Linked DNA regions of Mus musculus: regions 2 and 3 are each linked to region 1. Evidence: chromatin contacts called from public Hi-C and HiChIP or PLAC-seq data. All regions are on one chromosome and are shown on one strand. The core of a region is the stretch at or near the end of the contact, and the rest is flanking DNA. Distances in the headings are between cores, read along the strand shown. Region 1 overlaps Map4k3 (mitogen-activated protein kinase kinase kinase kinase 3). Region 2 overlaps Thumpd2 (THUMP domain containing 2). Region 3 has its middle 59 kb from the start of Thumpd2.

Region 1 (3,678 bases), core at 494-2,993:
AGCAAGCTGGCTACAGAGACAGCAGGAGCAGCTAGCTCTGGACTCAGTTAGGGACCCTGCCTCGACGTGTAAGATGAGAGCACTGAAGATGCCTCCAGCCGTCAAACTTGGGTCTCTGAACACATCTGCATACATGTCCTCTCAACACCTGCACACACCTGAGTCCCCATACACAAAGGCGTGCATATGCAGCATTCACACACCAACAAATATACTCCTTCCCTCCACTAACACACGTAAGCAAACTAGGGAAGTACACAAGAAAGCAGAAAAAAAAGTTAAGCTCTTACTAAAAATATGCACTTAAGACTCTCCCAGGGCCGGGAGAAGGTTCCCGTGGTAATGTGCTTGCTGAACAGGCAATAGGGTCTGAGTCTAAGTCCTCGGCAGCCACAGAAAAGCAGGGCACAGGTATCGAGTATGGCTACACATGCCTGTCATCCCAGCATCCGGATGATCTCTGCTCCAGAAAGTATGTTGGCAGTTGATAGGTGACACTGATGCCAACTTCTGACCTCAACACACACAAACATGCACAAACACACATTATACATATGCCACACACTACTTTTTTAGAGTCATCGTGGTGGCACAGACCTTTAATCCTAGCACTTCATTTGATGAGAGGGAGAGGCAGGTGTGTCGGTTGACACGAGTTCAAGGCTAGCCTGGTTTACAAAGTTAGTTCCAGGTCAGCCAAGGTTACAAAGTGAGACTCTGCCTTAATTTTTTTTTTAAATCCAAAAGATTCTTTTTGTGGTATCTGAGTGTGATTCCCACCCCACTGTAAGCCTAAGTTGTTTGAATACTTGGTCCCCAGTTGGCTGTCTGGGAAGGGTGACGAGGAATGACCTTGTTGGAGAATGTGTCATGGGTGGGGGAGGCTGAGGTTTCAAAGCCTCCGGTCATCTCCAGTGCCCTCAGTGCCTCCTGCTCACGGTCTCTCAGCTGTTTCTACCCCATGCCTTCGCTCCCTCCTCATGAACTCCAACGCTCTGGAAAAGCCAATCCAATAAACACTTTCTTCTCTAAGTTCCTTACATCACAGTGTTTTAACAAAGCAGTAGGAAAGTAACTAATATATTCCCTATAGAAAGTTAAAAATTTAAAAAATGCAGGGAAAACTCATTTAAAAATCTTATCTTTAGGGCTGAAGGAGATGGTGAAGCGGTTAAAAGCACCGGATGCTTTTCCAGCACCCTCATGACGGCTCTCCACCATTCCTATTCCAGGGGATTCAATGCCCTCTCCTGGCCCCCATGGGCACCAGGCACATACAACACAAACATAAGGCAAATATACATATAAAAAAGTTTTTAAAAATTCTTCAACTTATAATCTTCATCACTAACAAATACTCACGATGCCCATATGGAGACAATGGAAAACAGATCTGAGTACTTCTAGCCAAAGTTCCTTTCTTTTAAGTGTGACAAACCCCCCAACAGCACTGAGTAAATTCTGTTCCTTTCTCCAGGATGAGACATCACATAAACAATGAACCTGGAATGTCACTGTGGAGCATCTGCAAACAGGGACATGGTGACCTGGGGGAAACACTGGGCATCGAAAATAAAACCGGATGCTACTTCCTGACTCAGTGAATCTCTAATCAGACCTGTTCAAAAGTCTCACTTGTTTACTGAAAAGAGGTATGGTGACTCCACTGTGTGACATCACAACGTGAAGCTGATTGATCAGAGCTGAAAATTTGTTCCCAGAGGCCACAGGAGGGCACACTCTTCATGGACAAAGTCACAAATGTCCTTTCAAAATGGCTGCTGCACTCAAAATACTTGGCTAAGAGCTGATTTACTCAGAGCTCTCATTAGCCATATTCAGCTGAGAAATCATGACAGTAAACTCCTAGTGAGCAGGTGAAATAAGCCACTAGTCACTATGCTTTCAGAGGGTCTGTCACTACTCTTTGACTTATTAATTCAAAAGGTCTGTCAAAAACTTGCTATAAGGTATCAGTTCCAAACCCCAGTCTCTCTGGGATGAATAATTAACTTCTGGTGCTCTCTTTCCAGTGGCCGGAGCCAGGCGGCTTAAGAGCTCCCCCTCCTCCTGCTTTCTGCAGTGCAACTCAGTGTATCTTACTTGGTAATACTCTGTGAGGGCGGGGTAGAGGTCCAAAGGAAGTCAGGGGACTTCTATTTCAGAGCCTTTTCTCATCAGAAACCATGGAGTTTTGAATGCATTATGATTGTGTGGCACACTGGTAGCTGCAGACATGGGATTTTAGTAACTAAGATGCCGAGGCAGTACGAGAGTGCAATGCCAATCAAGACTATGTAGCAAAACCCTATCTTTAAAAAAAAAAATCACTTATTTCAGGATTAAGTCAATAATATCTCAAATATTTATTCTGGATTTATCAGTTTTGATTCAGCTCAAGCAATTTAGTTTTCAAATGAGCAAGGCTAACATTCCAAGATATTAGCATGTATGAACTTTAAAAAAAAAAAACCAAAGTCAGTATTGCAATAGAATTTTCATACTTCTTAAAAGCAGACACTGAAGTGGCCTGCCATGAGCATTACACCTTGCTGTTTGTTGACAGCCCTCAGAGGACTCCACAGCAGTTTCCCTTTCACTGAGGACCTCACTGCGGCCACTTCATAGATTAGTTAGTGGAGCACCATCACTGCTGAATTTTAGAATATTTCACCACAGCACCAAAACAAAAGCAAGCCCCTAAGCCCACAGCGATCATTCCCACTCTCCCGTCCCTGGGGTCTTGAGTAGTATGGATGTTTCACTAAATGGAACTGAGCAACACGGGGTCACTGGTTAGTGCTCCTGCTACTCAGAATGTTCTTATTCACAAATACTATCACGTTGCAGAGAAATACAGTCGGGCTTTCTACTCATCGCTGAAGGATACAGAAGGAGGTAGTTAATCCTCAGTGTCAACTCAACTGGCCTAGGGTCCCTGAGGAAACACGTTTCTGGGCATATCTGTGCTTGCAGAGATTATAAGTGAGGAAGAAGACCACCGGCGACTGTAGCCGGCATCATCCCATGGGCTGAGGCCCCAGCCCAGACTCAGGGGAGGGGGAAGCCGGCTGAGCATCCCTGCTGTTCTGAGGCATGCCAAGAGGATTCGCAGGTCCACACTTCCAACACGATGGAGCTCCCTTCGCAGCCATTCGCAGCCGTGAGGATTCACGCCCCATCTAACCGGGAGCCAAAATAAAGCTTCCCTCTTCCCCTCAAGGTGCTTCTTTTCAGGTGTTTGCTCAGAGTGACAAGAACAGTACACATAACACATGGGTTCTTTTCATATTCGTGTGTTATAAATACTACTTACTACTATATATGAAACCATATAAATGTCTGGGTAAACCTGTTTCTAATTCTCTCAAATACAGACCTTAAATGTACTAAAAAATGCTGGGCTGTATAATATTCCAGGCCCATGACTTTGAAGATGGATCACTAGAATGGAAAAGTTGTTTGAAGAGCTGCCAAATTGTTTTCCAAAGCAGCTCTAGTGTCTTGTACTATCTCAACTAACACATTCTGCTTCAGTTCCCCATAGCCTTGGAACTCTGTTACTTTGTGTTTTCCTTTGGCTCTCCCATGGGGATGCCCACCCGCCTCTAGAACCCAGTTACAGGTGTGCGTCATCACTCCTAGCGCATCCACTTAAAACACCACCAGAAGTTTAGA
Region 2 (3,678 bases), core at 609-3,108, 360 kb after region 1:
GGAAGAGTGCTTAGCTAAGAGGAACAATAGACAGTACTTACTATTAAATAGCAACAATTCCATAAATTTCAATTTCACACCATAACAACTTTAAATACTACTGCCATAACAACTCACACGTGTGCATTTCCTACGACAACTACTAGTTTAATTGCTTTATTAATGCTGACTCATCTAGTCTTGACCTGAACCTACTGTAGCCATCAGAGAAGGAAGGAAGATATTCTAAGGAGGGTCTGTCTCTCCTCTCATCATAGAGAAGATGGACCCAAGAAACTTTTCTTTGGATCTTCTGCTGAGAGAAAGCAAAGCCAGAGGAGGAATTTGTCTCGGAAGGATTTCACAGTCTGCCAGACAACTGCCAGACAACTGCTAGACTGAGCAACAGAGACTAGGGCTGGGATGACAGTGGTGGGCAGGATAACACTGTGTCTGCTTGGTTATCTACACTGCCCTTTATTTAACCTAAACATCTTGCCAGGACTGCCGAGATAGACTGGAGATAGGTAGCTCACTGGACATTTTTTGTTAGTTTGCTTTCCAATGCTGTGCCACTGATTAAATCTTCTTTCTTTTCCTTTTTTCTATTCATGATTTTGTTTTTAATTTAAAAATTATTTTATTCCTGTGTATGAGTGTCTTGCCTGCCTGCATGTGTGCCTGTGCACTATGTGAGTGCCTGATGCCAGAAAAGAGGTGCCTGCCTAGAACTGGAGTGACAGGTGGCTGCACTCCATCATGTGGGTGCTGGGTATCAACTGAACCCTGGTCCTCTTGAAGAACAGCTATTGAGTTTAGCCACTGAGCCATGTTGTCAGCCCTGTTTGTCACTGCCCTCCCGAGAACAAGTGGCTGAGCCTGGCCCATCAGAGATGTTGTGACCCCAACGGCTACTCTAACAGTATGGCATACTATTTTTATCTTGCAAACAAGAAAGAGAGGCAGTGTCGTTACATATCTTTCCTAAAAGTCCTTGGCCAGTAAGTGCTGGAGACAAAACTCACCAGGAAGGCAGACGCAGGAACCTCTGGGCCTGCATAGAAACATACTCGTGCGTGCACAACAAAACACCCCGTCTACAGAGATTCTTGCAGCACTCCCGAGCTTTAGACTGAAGACAAAACTCTTAGGAGCCAGCCTTTAGAAAGAACCAAGAGACCCACGGTGTGTGGCAGATTCATTGGTGGCACCCGAAGATAAAGGAGGGAGAGCACTCCATGCCTGAAAGGGTAGAACTCCAAATCAAGACCCTCTGTCGCCATGATGAAGAAAGGAAGAAAGGAGGATCTGAGGATGGGATGGATACAGACAGTGTTCCAGTCAAATACGACAGGAGAGGACATGGCTATAAACTGACTTGAACTAAGTCAATGTCGGCGCCCCGGATAGGGAAGGGAAAGAGAACAAGGTGAGGAACAACACAGGTTAGAGGAATCTTTGCGACTGTACCCAAATGTGCTATGAAAGTATGCTCTACCAGAGAGCCATGAAAGAGCTAACTGAGATTCAAAAACAGCAGGGGGCAACTTTGAGGGAATCTGTGATACACAGTATTTTAGTTCAGTTTAGCAGCTGTGGGCTGGGAGGGGAAGCCAGGACTTTTGCAAAAGCATGGCTGCTGGGAAGGGAAGTGGAAGGACTCCTCATGACCCAGAGGGGCAGCTGGGAAGATAACCGTGGGAATGGATTAGCTAGGAGTGGGTTCAGCAACCTACAGGAATGGCCCCAAGGGAGGAGGATATCAAGGGATTGGCAGGTCCACTGGTCACAGCAGGGGCAGTTCACAGGTCAACAGTAAGAAACACTATAGACAGACAGCAGACAGGAAGTGGAGGAGGAAGACAGGAAGTGAATCTGCCAGGCTTCTTTCTGGTTGTTTTCAATGAAAGAGACAGGGACAGAAAAGATCAACACCAGGTGTGAAGCTGGGTGTGGTGTCAATAAACAGAAAACAGGGAGGCTGACACACAGTCACAAGTTCAAGACCAGCCTTGGCTCCAAAGGCTGCTCAGGACTTCCTAGGAGAGACAAAAGGCAAAATAGCAACAACAACAACAACATCCTTGAACTTGAAATTGGAAAGCACAGTGTGAAATGATCATTAAGACACAAGACATGGTGAAGTCTGAGCTGAGCTGGCAAACCCAGACAGAGAGGAGTTTCACAGCAAATAGAGAACATTTGCATGAAGTGAGATCTCGCTGAAGGAGAAATGCAACTTAGTGCACATACAGCAATGCAGGAAGTTTCAGGATAGCTTCTAGACAGTCACGCAGGTTGCAGAGATCATATAGAACACTCCTCAATAAGAAAACACTACTTCCTATTGTCGGCGTAACTTTCACAGACTGATGAAGACGCTGGACAGAGAGAAAGCTAACATTTTTAAAGATGAAGGTTCTATGGGTCACATTTTGGACTATGACTCATAAGATCAGAAATAATAAAACACAATTCATTTTTTTAGTCAAAATGCTTACAGAGAAGTTCAATGCAGAAAAACAAAAAGCGAGAAATAAAACAAAGGCTATTAAGTCCATTGGCAGCTGCAAAAAATAAAAAATAAAGAGGCGAGAGAGGGGAAAACAGAAACCACCAGACTGTGTAGTTAACACAGGAAGGGCCTCGCTTGCCTCGAGAGGGAAACAGGTATCTTACTAACCTTAATTTCTGCAATGGACGCCATGGCCCACGCTATGGTTGACCGCAGCCCAGCTGTCTGGATGTAAGTTCTGCTGGCCAAGGGCATTCTGCAAGAAAGAGGCAAGGTAGGTATCAAATATTATCATATGCTAAAGCACAGGATGCAAAAAAAAAAAGATTATTTTGTCTCTGAGAAGCACTTTAACATATCAACCTGATATGTTCTCTGAACTAAAGGATATTTTCATCCCATTATTAAATACCTTCTACATTGGGCTGTTTATTTAATCAACTAGTGTGGCATTTAGAATAACAATTATCTTAGACAACTGAAATTTAAGTCACAAAACCAAAAAATCACACATGAAGGAAACCTCTTACTTAGCACTTCCCGTCCTTCTACCCAGAACAGCTGGCATCATCAAGAGGAGCAGGGCTTTGTGATCGGGATGCAGGATGGGGAATTTATAGTGGCTTCTGGAAGCTTGGTTTCTGCTGATTTGCATCTTTCTCAGAGGACAGGAAGAGGCCGAAGCATACAAATGAGTCTCTGCTCTCATTCTTAATTGCAGCACAGGCCCACCCTACACCCACCCCCTTCCTAGCTACCATGCTTCTACATCTGACAGACATTTGTGTGGCTATAGGTCAGCCTTGAGAGATGCTCCTCAGAGGGTGTCTTATTTCTCAAGACCGGTTGGTTGGTTCTCTGGGACCAGACGCTTGCTGACACTGGCCTTGGACTGCAGAACAAGGGCAGTGACCCCGCTGTCTCTGCCTCCCCAATGCTGGGGCTCCAAGTGGAAGCCATCTGAGGTTCTGAGGATGAAGTCAGGTCCTCACTAGGGTATAGTAGCATCTTACAGACTGAGCTGCCTCCCCAGCCTCCGTATCTACCTCTCTAAGGCAACAAGTAAGGGGTATTGTTTTGTAGCTGCAATTTTGATAAGATAAATAGGTTACGATTTCAAGAATTTGTGCTGGTGTTTGGGGGTAGGGTCATTTTAAACCCGTGAGAGGGCCGTCACACAAAGC
Region 3 (3,678 bases), core at 768-3,267, 320 kb after region 1:
CTTTAGCTGGTGTTTGAGTGAGACTGGTTGAGATGGCTGAGCAGGACTCTGTGTGGGATGAAAACTTCTTGATATTCTCTGCTCGTTTTGCTGCCCTGGTTTTTATTGCATGCGTGTGGGAAGACTGTTTCTTTACCTCAGAGGATTTTGATGGGCAGTAAGTCGAGGTAGCTGAGCTCTAAACAGTATAAGACTTGTATGCAGAAAACTAACAAGCACTGTAGTCCTCTGACTTCCATCATGGGTGCACATTAACAACTGCTGGATGTCTGGGCACACCCTTTAATCCCAGCACTTGGGAGGCAGAGGGAGATGGATCTCTGAGTTCAAGGCCAGCCTGGTGTTCAGAGTGAGTTCCAGGACAGCCAGGGCTACACAGAGAAACCCTGTCTCAAAAAACCATACACAGAACAAAACAAACAAAACCAAAAACACCCATATCTCAAGGCCAGATTCAAACACCAAGCCTTGGTCAGGGACTTCTCAGAAATGGCAGTAGTGGCCTTGAAAAGTCTAGGGACATTGGCCCATATGTGCTTATGTCTCCTTAGAATGTTGTTTCAGTCCTTCAAGGAATAGATTTACAAAGCATCTGAGATTGCAGCTGGAAAAAAAAAATCACACTTACCTGCCACATAGAGATAACATTTAGCAAAGAAGGCTTTAGCGGATGCCTTGATGAGCGGGCCACAGGGTCCACACTGCTTCTCTTTTGAGCTGCCTGGTCTGCAGTTCACTGGCATTGTTAGAACCTCGACCACCCACTTTGAAGAAACCCTGCCTCTTTCTTTGGATCACCGGAGGCTCTTGAGAGTCAAGATTGTCAGAACATTAATATAAAATTAATTACATATTTCGACAAATATTTCTGGAATGCCTCGAGTTCTGCTGGACACTTGGAAGACACTGCAGCTGAAGAAAGCCGCTTGCCGACGTGAAGCTTATGCGAGAATAAAACGAAGTAAATTACAGATAGGTAAAACTATGCTTTCTCTCAGCCAGTTGTTTCCACAGGGTGCTTTTGAGTGACAGCCACACCTTGGGCTGTGTGCATTTCCTTGCACATTGTTCATATAGCTTACACGAGTTGTTTTGGAGATTAGACGGTGCCTTCTGAAGAGTTCCCATTGGAGACAGAGATAAGAGCTAGTTCCTATTTAGGGGGACAGAGAGGCATCTGGGGTCCCGAGGACAAGAAAGTGGAGGCCTGTGTGCCCCCAGGGACACTGCCTGATGAGGGCTAAGTATCTGGGGTGCTCCGTGCCTGAATGCTACCTCTAGGTCCACCCGGGCTGGTCCCCCGGCTGAGGGCACCCACACCTCTGCTTGATTTGTTTGAATTTACACCCATCAAATCGCAAGCCTCCCTGGCACTGTCCTTGAACAGGCCACACTGCCATGGTCCCTGTCCTTGCCAGTTATTCTTCACGTGCAGCTTACATGCTAACTAGAATTAACCGAACTCAAGACTCTTGCAAGATGCAAACTGCCTTGTACCTACTGTCTCCACTGCTGGGCCCGATGTCTGGTTCACAGTAGTTGCTCTTAAATCTCTGTGGGATCAATGAATGACCTCAGTGTCACAGTTAGAAGTTCTCCTCCCCCAGACAGCATCGACTCCCTCGACACCCATTTTAGGGAAGCCGTTAAAAATAGACAGTAGTGTGATGAAGCCAAGTGGTCTGAGAGTATCGCTTGGCGAGCAAGTAAGCCTCATTAGGGTAATTAAAGGGACAATTAACCCAAGCTAACCCAGATAGAACTTGCATGTGTTATGAACAAAGCACTATGGAACATTTATTTGATGGCTCAAACATTATTAAGTTAGTAACCTCAATATAACTCTACACCGCAATTTAAACCTTCCCGTTTATGGGGGGGGGGGATTTTACCTCTCTAATTGGAATTCTGAGAGGGACGCTTCAGAAATAATTTCTTTTGAATGCAAATGGCTACGGTGACCAAGAACTCGTTCCAACTGCTTCTGCATTTCTTCAGGGCTTTGTCCTTTGACCAGAAGGAGTGGAGGTTCTCTGTTCTGCAAAACGACCACAAATGGTGGAAGATGCCTAAGGCACTCAGCTGCAAACTGCAAATGTGGCTATTCAATATATTTTCTCTTTGTATGCAACTTATATTTGTGCAAACCTTCAAAGCCAGCGTTTTAATTGTTCTAAACTGGATATGTGAGGTTGTCTGCCTGGAGAGACATAAGAGGAAAACAAATTGGTTAGCTATAAATTAAGATTTCTCTCTCTCTCTCTCTCTCTCTCTCTCTCTCTCTCTCTCTCTCTCATCTCCCCCTTTCTCTATCTCTGTGCATGTCACACGCATGGGTGTGGATACATGGGCCCACACACATGCAAGGAAAGGCCAGAGGAAGACATTAAATGTTTACATTTATTGTTCTCTTTCTGTTCCTTTGAGACAGGTCTCTCACAGAACCTGAAGCTCACCCAAGCTCCTGGGATCTGCTGGCCTCGGTCCTCAAAGGCTGGAGTTATACCTGTGTGAGGCCATGCCTGGGTTTTATGTGGGTACTTGGGAGTCAAACTCTGGTCCTCCTCCTGCACAGCAAGCTCTCTTACCCATAGACTTATCCCCTCAGACTCCTCTTTCTTTTTTGATTGTGTGTGTGTGTCCTCTCCTTCAGCATTCATTATTAATCCAGTGCCTGTGTGCTTGGACTGCCGTCGGTCTCCTTTGGGTCTCTAAGTGAACTCGTTGCCAGTAGGAAACAGAGAGGGTCAAGGGTCTGGCGTAGAGAGCACAAAAGGTCAGTGGTAGAGACGAGGCCCTGAGACCAGCAAAGCTTTCTTGGCTGCCCTTAGTAGGGTAGTGCACTTCATTCTGGCAGTGGGAAGCAATTAAAGGGTTTCACGGGGGAGAATTGTTTGCTTTTATTTCCAGCTTAGGAATATTAGAACTGCAGCTGGGTAGAGGAGGGAGCAGAAAAGACAGAGGCTAGCCCTGGCCTCACAGGAGATGAGAGAATGGCCTGGATGGGCAAGGAAAAGGGAGACAAGTGGAGAGATACATTTCAAAGATGGCATTGATAAGACTGGTTAGTAAACTGGATGTAGGAGAAAGGATAGGAAGTGTTGGGGGCAGAAAAAGGGAACTTACCTTAAGCACCGCCATTTTGACTTCAGACTCCATTTTACCTAAGCTGACCAGCACCCTCTCTAAGCAACGGTAGTTACCCAAAACATACCTGTTACCCAAAAAATAATGTCTGTTCCTAACAACAGAAAGAACAAATGAATTTGACTGCTTGGGCAAATGCACTTACATTAGATGCCAGTTGACAATGGCGACGGAATGCTGGGCAAAGTCCCTAATCCTGGAGTTCTGATTGGTAAAAATTTTATAACTGTAACTTGGCTCAGATGCTTGCGGGTTTTCTGCTTATAAAACCTGCTTCAACTCCCACTCAGAGAAAACAAGGCTTCTAAGCCCCTGTCTGGCTGCCTGGATCAATCAGTGACTCTGCTTATATGGTGGGAATAATAAAGATTTTGCTGTTCCCAAGCCCACAGGTGTTTTCTTTCCCCCTTCCTCCTGGCGCACAGTAGACTCGGGGTAACAGAAGGATAATCACAGATGATGCCTTTGGAAGCTTCCAGAACTAGATAGTTTACTTAGGTTCTTAGCCTCTTCTCTTGAGTGTGGTAGCGT

Evidence for each region. Hi-C and Micro-C count contacts between places; a contact is called where the count stands out from the background. HiChIP or PLAC-seq counts read pairs in DNA pulled down with a chosen protein or histone mark.
Region 2: a contact with region 1 is called in an H3K27ac HiChIP or PLAC-seq map of trophoblast stem cells, with 4 times the contacts expected there. The contact joins two enhancer-like sites. A contact is called at or near these places in 1 of 484 Hi-C or Micro-C datasets (nephron progenitors) and 4 of 115 datasets of contacts at active chromatin or transcription factors (differentiating embryonic stem cells, extraembryonic endoderm stem cells, stem cell-derived neural progenitor cells and 1 more).
Region 3: a Hi-C map of bone marrow-derived macrophages shows a contact between it and region 1, with 18 read pairs. The contact joins two enhancer-like sites. A contact is called at or near these places in 2 of 15 datasets of contacts at CTCF or cohesin (the NIH/3T3 cell line and pro-B cells), 21 of 484 Hi-C or Micro-C datasets (B cells, the G1E-ER4 cell line, the HPC-7 cell line and 15 more), 1 of 115 datasets of contacts at active chromatin or transcription factors (kidney) and 1 of 9 other capture datasets (embryonic stem cells).

Annotation. Positions count from the first base shown.
Region 1 is chr17:80,682,323-80,686,000 of GRCm38.p6, forward strand. The region is part of intron 1 of Map4k3 (mitogen-activated protein kinase kinase kinase kinase 3); the gene reads right to left. Among named protein-coding and RNA genes, the nearest start is that of Map4k3, 44 kb to the right of the region's middle. Within about 2 kb of position 1,744, at least 34 of the 459 cell types and tissues checked have an H3K27ac peak or open chromatin away from gene starts, as enhancers often do. A contact at or near this core is called in bone marrow-derived macrophages and trophoblast stem cells, where this site is marked.
Region 2 is chr17:81,041,438-81,045,115 of GRCm38.p6, forward strand. Thumpd2 (THUMP domain containing 2) reads right to left here. Exons shown (of 10, transcript NM_028138.1): 6 at 2,663-2,750. Among named protein-coding and RNA genes, the nearest start is that of Thumpd2, 22 kb to the right of the region's middle. Within about 2 kb of position 1,859, at least 23 of the 459 cell types and tissues checked have an H3K27ac peak or open chromatin away from gene starts, as enhancers often do. A contact at or near this core is called in trophoblast stem cells, where this site is marked.
Region 3 is chr17:81,003,819-81,007,496 of GRCm38.p6, forward strand. No RefSeq gene overlaps it. Among named protein-coding and RNA genes, the nearest start is that of Thumpd2, 59 kb to the right of the region's middle. Within about 2 kb of position 2,018, at least 6 of the 459 cell types and tissues checked have an H3K27ac peak or open chromatin away from gene starts, as enhancers often do. A contact at or near this core is called in bone marrow-derived macrophages, where this site is marked.